3 separate regions of the Zea mays genome follow, and all the other regions are linked to region 2. Evidence: chromatin contacts called from public Hi-C data. All regions are on one chromosome and are shown on one strand. The core of a region is the stretch at or near the end of the contact, and the rest is flanking DNA. Distances in the headings are between cores, read along the strand shown.

Region 1 (3,330 bases), core at 795-3,294, 180 kb before region 2:
ATCTTTCTGAAGTTTCAAGACAGCTCGTAGCAGTGCATTGGTCTCTTCAAACTTGGTATGCATCCCCTTCACTTCCTCTTGGGCCTGGCGCAACAAACTTTGGTTTTCTTCAAGTGCGACCTGTTGAGCTTGTAGTTGTGCTTGCAACTCTTCCTGCTTCCTAGTAGCTTCCTCTCTTTCAGCTTGGAGTTTTTCCTCAAACTGATATAAGATTTCTTCAAGTGCGGCCTGTTGAGCATATAAAAAACTTGGGATATAAGATTTGCAATGATGATCATGTTTGATGACATAGCAATTGTCCTGCTGTTTTCTATTTTAGATGGTCACCATAAAAGAATTGGAGCATAAGCACCTATTGATTATACCTCATTTAGCACAGCGCAAATATTATGAACATGGGAGCTCATCTTAGAAATCAGATGGCCAATCTCAGAATTAGCTACTCAATCAACACCAAAACCAAGACCGTCAGCTTCAAACGACCGTCGTAGCCGAGATGGTATGGTAGCAGCCAACACTCACCAGTAGAAGAAAGGTTGCTTGCTTTCGGTTTGAAAATCTAGTACTATGAAACTAACTGTTTATAGATTCGCAAAAAGGATGTGTAAACTACAAAACTGTTTATTTAGATCGTGTTTCTCTCACCGCTTCCAGCCAGTGCTGCAACGCAAGCTTCTGAGCATTCTAGTCCTTCAGCAACCCCTTTCCAACCTGAGAGAGAGAGAGAGGCGTCCAAATTCGAACATAAATGTTAGCAGCCCAACCCACAAACCTTATAAATTCGTTCCACAATACTGGCACTAGCACAAAAAGAAAAATAAAGAAAAAAACTGTGCTACCTTGTCAAACAATTCATATGCTTGTTGAGCATGTTCTTCCCAGGTCTCCAGGCCTTCCATTTGATATACACTAATGGCCGCAGCAGAGAACTCTTCAAAATCAATCATGCCATATTGGATATTGCATATCTAGCACAATGGGTAGAATTAGTACATTGTCATGCACCAAAATATGAAAAGAACATAAGAGGACAAAGAAGGCTTACTGAGTTAACAAAGTCAAGAATCCTAGAATCATTCATTGCACCCGAGGAATTTTTCATCAAGGCCTAGAAGTTCCATAAAAAATCAGCAACTGCAAGTTACAATTTAATTTTAACTGAATAAAGTTACTAACCGTCTTCATATTTTGCAATGATATATGGCCACTCTTGTTTGGACCGAATAATGTAAACTGCTCTCTTAGGTAGAAGAGTTGATCTGTCGTCAGTGCCTTTGCAAGAGCCTGAAAAACTTAAATAGCTAATTAGCAGGTCCTGTATAACAGTTTCTTGAAGTGTCCTTTGTTCACAATAATAGCAAGAAACAATGTCATCCCAACAAAAATGCAGTCCCAGGAAATAAGGATCAGTAGAATGGAAAAATAGAACAACCATAGGACAATCATTTATTCTAATTTTTAAGGTGAAAGGCAAGCAAGGAACATACTGAATAACACTTGTTATAACAGATATGCATAGGGTATACCAGATTTGCATTAAGCTGAATAGAAAGCATGGATTGTGCACAGACGGACAGACCACAATCATTCAGTGTTTTTATTTACAGAGCAGTACATACTACATATATTTATAAGAGGAAAAAGCATAAGAGGATCACATAAATCCAAAAACAAAGCAACCATTTGCTAGGTGATGCAGATAAAACATTATCAATAAAATACACTTAAAAATGGAGGCTTCAGTTATTGATCATCCAAGATCCAACAGAAACGAAAGATGATGATTCTTGCAAAATAGTACAAGCAACCTACAAAAGTATTACCCTCAATGCAGATTTCCGTAGAGAAGATGAACTTATGTAAGCCCTCATAAGCCTGTAGATTATCATGTCTAGATTAATCTTAACTTCCTGTGTGCCACGGATCCATGGATGGCCTATAATTTCCAATGTATAAGAAAGAAGGGGTCAGGGTCACCTTATCTGCAAACAGAATAACAGGGTACACCGAGTTCAAGACAAGAATGTTACATATAGAGGGCTTGTGCAGCTAAACCACCAAACTATCGAAGATTTACCTCAGGAGGAGGAGCAGATTTGCATGGGACGACGAGACCTGGGTGTCGGTCGCGCGGGGAGCACAGCTCAGCTCGGATCCGGGACCCTCCCATCTCTTCCCCGCTCTCGCTCCACCGACGGAGGAGTTGACCTTAGCTCGGATGCTATGGAAGCGGAGGTGGGGGGCTGTCTGTCCATGGGGACGGGAGGAGGCGGGCAGGGAAGCTAGCAACTCGGGCAAGAGAGCGGAGGAGCCGAGAGAGAGAAAGGAAATGGAGCGCGGTGGTGGCTGACTGGTGAGACGTTGTTGTGTGTTCCTCTCGGGGGTTCCCCTAGGCAGGGGTCCCGGTCCCGGCGCGGGCATGGCGGCGGTCCGAATGGAGATCTCGGTCTCCACCTGCAGTGCGGCCTGCGCCCGCTTGAAGCTCAGTGACCCCTTGTTGGAACTTGATCTCAGCAGCAAGGAGGCCAACAGGGGTGAACGGTGGCGATAACAGGGTTACGTGCTCGGGGGCAATAGCTCTGTTAATCTAGCCTCTCACGGGCACTGTGCGGGGGTATTTATAGGTATCTAAGTGCCCAGCGCCTTGTGTTAAGGACACATGTGCCCTCAGACACCTAGTTTATCCCCAGAATATTCCCATAAAGCAGGGTTACAGGCTGTAATTACAAGCATGCCTTTACAGATCAGGCCCGTAACACAAAGGCGGCCACGCAGGGCCCGTTTACAATGGGCCAGATCACACGTGGGCCTCAGAGCCGAACGAGGCCGCGCAGCGGGTTGGTTCCGCCGTAGGCCTTCGTCTGGTGCCGAATGGAGCGAAGGGTGTCCCCGCCCGTTTTGTCTCTGTCAGACCAGCGACTTCAGCGAAGGCCTCGAGCGAAGGGTGGCGTCTTTGCCTTCGCCCCAACACCCCTCGATGCGCAGCTTGCTGGAGCCCCGCGCCGCCCTGAGGATGGCCGGCTCCTCCCCTGCGCCGCCGGCGGACGGAGGTGGCGCCTCCTCCTCCACCAGGTGTGTGTCAGTGTGTTAGGACATGGCTGGTGTATGGGATGGACAGATCCGTTCACCAGCGGCGGTGCGGCGGCGTGGTGGGCGCGAGTGGCGGCGCTAGGTTGAGGGGAGGGAGAGCACTGGACTTGTCTGCAGTGGTGAGCAACCGAGAGGATAAGGTAGGAGGGGAATTTTGGTCATCTTGGGCGGGAGATGGGAAAGTGAATGCGGTCAACAGAAAGGGGTACGGTCCTTTTTTGGAAAAAAACATAAAGTGAC
Region 2 (3,168 bases), core at 561-3,060:
CTTTCCCTCTCGGTTTTTTTTAAAAAAAAATTTGATTTGATATAAAAGAAGAAGAGGAAGACTGGTGACTTGGTTGGTGCTGAATGCTGGTGGATCCAAACTCCCAAAAATGCTCGAGTTTGGGTTTGGCAGTCCAGCTCCAGCAGTGACTGAAAGAGCAGTGTGCTACTGCTAGCTAGCATGTGAGCGGCTGCGAGTTCTCTTCGTTGCTGCCGCAGCGACTTCTTGGTGTGCGTGTGTGTGCGTGCGTGTTTTAAAAAGAAGAAAAAAAGAAAAGAATCCAAGCTTTGGTCATGCTTGGTCGTGGTGATGGGCGGCTTTTCCGGCCCATGCATCCATGTCCACGACCCTACCATGTTCGCATGTTTCAGTTCATCTCCCTTGCCGCGGACACGAAAAGCTAGCTGGGTCAGAAACAAAGGAGCGGGGGGAAAAGAAAAGCAGCTGGCTCTGGCTGTGGGCTCGCTGGTCCATCCATGTCGTCGACTCGTCGTCCAGTCCATGAGAGTGATGCTACATAGGATAGGGAGTAGTACTGCTACTGCTGCTGCTGCTGCTAGAGAGTAGAGAGAGAGGGTGTCCTGCCTGCGTACACATAGCATACGTACCGCGAGCTCGACGGCGGCGAAGGCCAGCAGCGTGCGCAGGCAGCCGGCGTAGGAGTCGGAGAGGAAGCCGCCGAGGGGCGAGAGGATGAAGACGGTGCCGACGAAGTTGGTCACCACGTTGGCCGCCTGCGGCAGCGGGAAGTGCAGCTCCCCGAACACGAAGGTGATGAGGTTGCTCCCCACCGCCGCCAGCGCCATCGTCTGCGACGCCTGGAACACTGCAATGCGCACAACAACCAGACGCCTTCTTAATCTGTTGCTGTATATACACGGCATTGCCCGGGCGCCGGCGCGGCGTCGGCCTGGGTCTTGCCCTTCGACTTGTTGGGGGTCTGGTGACTGGTGCTACGAGCAGAGTAGCAGTAATAATCCGTCCCCAGGGAGGGAGGGAGGGAGGGAGGGAGAGGCAGCGGAAACGTACGCACGCACCTAGGACGAAGGCGGCGGCGCGCATGCCGCCGTGGCGCGGCCGGCAGGGGCGCCCGCGCCAGTCCACGCAGCTCTCGGGCGGCGCCTGGGATCTCTCTGCATCGTCCATGGCCTCTCTCTCTATCTCTCGTATTCTATCTCTGTCTGCTAGACACACACACACTCCCTCCCTCCCTGGAGGAGCGACGAGCCGGCGAGCGAGTTGACTAGACAGGCAGCCTGCAACCGCACTCGAGTCGAAGCTGGCACCGGAGCTTTGGCCAGCTACTAGCCGCCCGAGCAGGTGCAGGACTGGATTGGATTGGCAGGCAAAGGCAAGGCAAGGCAAGCAGCAAGCTCTGCGCTCGGGTCGGCAAGAGCTGGCGCGGGCTTTATAATATGCAGCGCAGCCGCGAGCAGCCAGCCGAGCCAAGGCCCAAGGCGGCGTGTGCAGTGCAGTGCTTCGCTTCCTTCTCATCTGTTTGGACGTAGGACTCGTACAGTACACACCGGCGGCCAAGGGAGCAGAGCAGAGAGCGCACGTCACGTGCAAAGGCGGCAGCGTCGCACAGCCCGTGCCGGTGCCGGTGCCGGTGCCGGTCAGGTAGCAGTTGGGCTGGGCATAGTGCGCGCGTGTTCCGGCCCCGCCGCGCCCCGCGCGCTCTGCTCCGCCTGGCGCCTGGTCTCCGACCCGCCCCAAGGAAAGGGAAAAACGCTTCCCTTTCATACTGTGGCTGCTTACTTTTTGACAGCATCGGGTCCTGGTCCGGACAAACTGGTTCGAATGAATAGTGAGTGGCCTTCTCTGTCTCTGGCTGCCCTTGCGACTTTCTACTACTTCGTCAATGCGAAGAAGGGCATTCCCCGCCCCCCAAGGCCCCCCCCAGCTAAACCAAGAAATGCAGCACTGTACATACTAGTAGTAACTTGTTTCTTCTATGCATGCATACACGGAGTGCGTACAGAGGAAGAAGGCTATCTTTGGTCGCATCGCACGGATCTGGTTCTGGTTTAGAAGCAGCGATAAGTGAAGTGAGCCCCCTTCCTTGGACCAGTCAATAATCATGCTGCGTGCCTCTCCTCTTTTTCTCCCCGTGACGTCCCTCTCTCTGTCAGCGCCCGCCAACCTACAGCCTCCTCGATCTGGAGTCTGGACCTCGACAGGTGAGAAGGCGGCCAGATCGGTGATGGTCGACCTCTCAACCGTGTGGCGGTGTGGCCTGTGGCGTCGCCTCTCCACCTGTTGTGGCCTGCCGGCCGGCTAGCTACGGGCGGCAAGGCGTGCCATGGAGCTTCCTTTTGGGTTAGGCATACACTAAATTATAAAGGACCAGACTATATTTTTATTCATTTTTTAAACTAAAACTAATCAAGAGCTTTAACTTGTTGTGAACAAACATTCGGATCATGATTCAATACCACTCCTAGCCGAAAACCAGAGGTGTACCGGTACATTTTCGTCTGCGTGAGGGGTTGTCCAGGTTCTGCGAGGGCTTTTTGTTTTTTTCTTCTTCTGTGTGTTAGCTAAATTGTGGTTTCTAGAAAACCTGTGTAGTCTTGTCAGGGGACAAGATCCCCAATTCCTAGGGTCAATCGGTCAGCGAGCGTGCTGGGGAAAAAGTCCCTAGCGACTGTGGCCCGTCGGCTAACTGGAGGAGAAATGAAACGGCTACCCTGTAAGCGCCCGTCCCCAAACGAACCCTGCGGCACCGAGCCCCGGGGTCAGGGGTGGCGGAACTGGACAGGGGGGTCGGGCGAACCGAAGGGAAAAAACACTCGAGTGGGTCCTTCGCCCGGTCTGAGACCGACCCGCCATAAGTGACCTTCCGCATTAACTATGTCTGACACCGAGCCACGACAGAGACGTCATCCGCCTCCCACTCATGGCCTACGAACCTCTTGGGCTGCAACGCACTCATAACCTACGAACCCCTCGAACTGCGGAACATTTATGACCCACGCACCCCCCCCCCCCGGCCTGCGGCGCGCTCTTAACCTATTGGGACTAGGCCTGAGTACGCAGACCGCCTGGCGAGCACAACAAAACAAGTCATGCCCAGTGAAAGTCGCCTAGAGGGGGGTGAATAGGGCGAAACTGAAATTTACAAAGTTAATCACAACTACAAGCCGGGTTAGTCGTTAGAAATATAAT
Region 3 (3,351 bases), core at 41-2,540, 190 kb after region 2:
TCTTGGTGCAGCTCTCTATGCTGGGGCCTTCGGTTTTGCTCATCTTGAGCAAGATGACGTACTTCTTCAGTAGTTTCGTTAATCTGCCTTTGTAGGTCAGCTAGCCGAGCCATTTTTTCCTTCTTCTTTTGCACTTGCTGATGAAGCATCTCCATATTCCTGATCTCTTGGTCTAACTCATCCTCCTGGGGCGTTGGACTGGTGGCCTTCCTCTTCTGGCTTCGGGCCTCTCGAAGAGAAAGGGTCTCCTGGTTTGGGTCCAGTGGTTGCAGAGCAGCAGCCCCTGTCGCTGAAGCTTTCTTCGGTGGCATGACGAATGTCAATGCTTGCCGAATGTGGTTGAAAAGGATTCACCGGAGGTGGGCGCCAATGTTGGGGACTTGTTCTTAAATGCTATGAGTTAAGAACAAGGCAACACAGAAAATGTTAAACATTAAAGTCCTTCGTCCTTCGAAGCATTATTTCCCTTGGGATATAATGATTTTAGGACGAATGTTATGAAAGACATACCTTCATAAACATGACATATAATAATGAAGAAGGAATCAAATGAAATATAAAGATAACACAAACGCTTATGTATTATTATCAGCTCATTTCTATTTTATTACTATGTAAAATAGAAATGATATCAAATTATAAATGTACCTTCGACTTTAAAGAAGGTAAAAGTACAAGCGTGACGCAAAAGCAAATGTCAAGTCAGCGTGAACAGTACGAGAGCACTGTTCATCTATTTATAGGCACGAGACGCAGCCCATGTAAAATTACACCCATGTCCATTACATTTGCTAATAACTCTATAGCAATCTATCGAGGTCTAAATAGCCTTTTCATCTTTAAGCCGGTTTCCTTTTCTTCTATCATGTCGAAGCTCTCCTGCGTATAGCTTCGGCTCTGCGCCATCCTTCATATTCCTTGTACTTCTTCACACTATGGTTTTGATCCAAGTTCAAAGGATCCAAGTCCGAAGGTACCTGTTCATGTAATATACTACAGAAACATTGTTAAATCATGTTTTTGAGGACCTTCGGAAATCGAAGGCCCCAACATGTCACAAACATAATCAATAACTTGTTGTTAGAACACAAAAAATAATTATAAATTATCATAATAATAATTATCTATATTAACTGACTATACAAGAGTGTCGTATAAAATTATCATAAAAACTAAACACCTTGTATACAGGAAAAACGATAAACAAAAGAGTAAAAAACCAAAAAACAAAAACAAAGTACCATCGCCCTTCCGGTTTTCTCCCCAGCCCCCGCCCCGGTCGCGGAGCCGTCGTTCTCGTCTTTCGGTACTCGCGCGCGCCAGCTCACTTCTCTACTTCCCTTCCCCAGATCTACCTCCATTCTTCCCTCAAAATCACAGATCTCTCTCGGCCCCGTGCCCAGCGCTCCGAAACCCTAGCGCCGCCGCGGGTGCCAGGCCGCGAGCGTCGCCATGGGCATCGTGTTTACGCGGCTCTTCTCGTCGGTCTTCGGTAACCGCGAGGCTCGCATCCTCGTCCTCGGCCTGGACAATGCTGGCAAGACCACCATACTCTGTAAGTCGCACCCGCCCGTTCCGTCCCCTCTCCCTCCTCGAATCTCCACAGGTCACCCGCAGATCCGCGGTTCTGTTCCGCGGGGGTTCCCGATTCTGATCCTTCCGGGTTGTTTCGGTTCGTTTCACAGATAGACTGCAAATGGGAGAGGTCGTCTCCACGATCCCGAGTGAGTTCTGATTTACCGAGTCGTCATTCCTGTTGCTGGTTGAAGTTGTTGGATTTGATGTGGTGCCCCGCGTGTGTTGCAGCAATTGGATTCAACGTTGAGACGGTGCAGTACAACAACATCAAGTTCCAAGTATGGGATCTTGGTGAGTTACTTGGATCTCGCCGCCCTCTTTTGCATTCCTATTGATGAGTGATAATGGGCTGTTGAGCGATCAGAAGTGCAATTTCGTCCCAAAACGTAGAGACAATTATGTGAAAAGGGCAAGGGAAACTCAGCAAGAGTGAGCTATCTAGCGACGATTCTTCTGTGAAAGATAATTGAGATGACACCTCATTCTGAATGCTTGTACCAAAAGCGAAGTGCATGAGTAGTTACCTTAATTCAGTGAACTTTAGCAATTTTCTAGTGTCATTACCGTGTAACCATGGATGGGCTTCCTTAGAGATAGCAGTGGCCATGTCCCCTGTCATTTGAGCAACTCCATAGAAAACGTAGCAGTATATTGAGCTACACCACTAATTTATGCTCGTAAAATACCCTATTGGAAGTGATTAATTCATTTTAAAATCACTGCTGCACGCAACCCCCCTACCATCTTTGGCTCCAAGCTATGACACTGCATGTAACACTATGGCCCTGTTTGACACAACTCGTGTGCAGTTTTTTAGGCTACTTCACTTTCCAAACATCAAGCTCATTTTGGATTTCTAGGGGAAATGCTTCTCCAGATTGAAGCAGAGGTTCATATTCTGTAAGCGCACTGAGGGGATGCATTTTTGCACTGTAGCCAACTCCTACATCCCATCCATTTCTTGTGCTGCCCCATAGCCATTCCATCTCTGTCTGCACTGCTCCTTCCCAGCTCTGCGGTTCGGAAGTGCATGGTTGATGATGTTGGACAGGTCACCACTCCTGTGCCCCATGGCGTGCTGGTGGATAGCCCCAAGCCCCCAATAGGCTTTGCTTCATCGGCATGGCTTCTTGGTGGGGCCTATATGATTACTTGACTTTGTTTTAGTTTCTGCTTGATGCAATATTTGCCCAAAAGTTGCTACGAGAACAGAAGTTGTTACCAAACAGCACACTTACTGACCTTTTCGTTATCCCGGCAACCTTTTTGGGTAGTCTGCTGCAATGATTACAAGTCGCCTGGTCGATCCCTGGGACCGACTAGGCGAGGGCGACGACCAGGGCGACCCCTAGTCGGTCCTTGGTCGTCCTAGACCTTTTAGACTAGTGGTTATACTTATATTGGTATATATAAATAGCACAAAAGATATGAGCACTGAGCAGGAACAAAAATGCAGCAAACAGCCTGCTTGGAGCCTACAATAATCTAAACCAAATCATCATCCAAATGGAAGCCTGCATCTGCAACTTCAGCAGATCCAGATTCATCATCATTGTCCTCATCCATTTCATCTGTTGCATCACCTTCAGACTGTTGGGTTGTGTCCCTTTGTCGCTTTCTAGACCGAGAATAAGAAATAATATGGCTAGAAACTGCAGCAGCACGTGAAGAAGCAGCACGGCACAAGTTACGGTCCCCTAGACCCTCTGCTGCACCAACAACTTCATCCACATTGGCCGAAGTAATATCAGCAAAAACCCTAGACGTTGGCGA

The links. Hi-C and Micro-C count contacts between places; a contact is called where the count stands out from the background.
Region 1: a Hi-C map of leaf shows a contact between it and region 2, with 4 times the contacts expected there. The contact joins the promoter of LOC103652986 here to the promoter of LOC103652983 in region 2. A contact is called at or near these places in 4 of 25 Hi-C or Micro-C datasets (ear, endosperm, leaf and 1 more).
Region 3: a contact with region 2 is called in a Hi-C map of tassel, with 6 times the contacts expected there. The contact joins the promoter of LOC100191298 here to the promoter of LOC103652983 in region 2. A contact is called at or near these places in 10 of 25 Hi-C or Micro-C datasets (bundle sheath, ear, endosperm and 5 more) and 1 of 3 datasets of contacts at active chromatin or transcription factors (leaf).

The regions. Positions count from the first base shown.
Region 1 is chr4:28,161,295-28,164,624 of Zm-B73-REFERENCE-NAM-5.0, reverse strand. It overlaps LOC103652986 (calcium/calmodulin-dependent serine/threonine-protein kinase 1), which reads right to left and starts at 2,044. Exons shown (of 7, transcript XM_020552489.1): 1 at 2,035-2,044; 2 at 1,824-1,936; 3 at 1,177-1,284; 4 at 1,046-1,108; 5 at 840-968; 6 at 646-711; 7 at 1-228. The coding sequence starts at 1,889. The coding sequence ends at 685.
Region 2 is chr4:27,983,036-27,986,203 of Zm-B73-REFERENCE-NAM-5.0, reverse strand. LOC103652983 (protein NRT1/ PTR FAMILY 4.4-like) reads right to left here and starts at 1,810. Exons shown (of 5, transcript NM_001346883.1): 1 at 1,038-1,810; 2 at 609-826. The coding sequence starts at 1,743.
Region 3 is chr4:27,796,283-27,799,633 of Zm-B73-REFERENCE-NAM-5.0, reverse strand. It overlaps LOC100191298, which reads left to right and starts at 1,290. Exons shown (of 8, transcript NM_001136732.2): 1 at 1,290-1,555; 2 at 1,686-1,724; 3 at 1,807-1,869. The coding sequence starts at 1,453.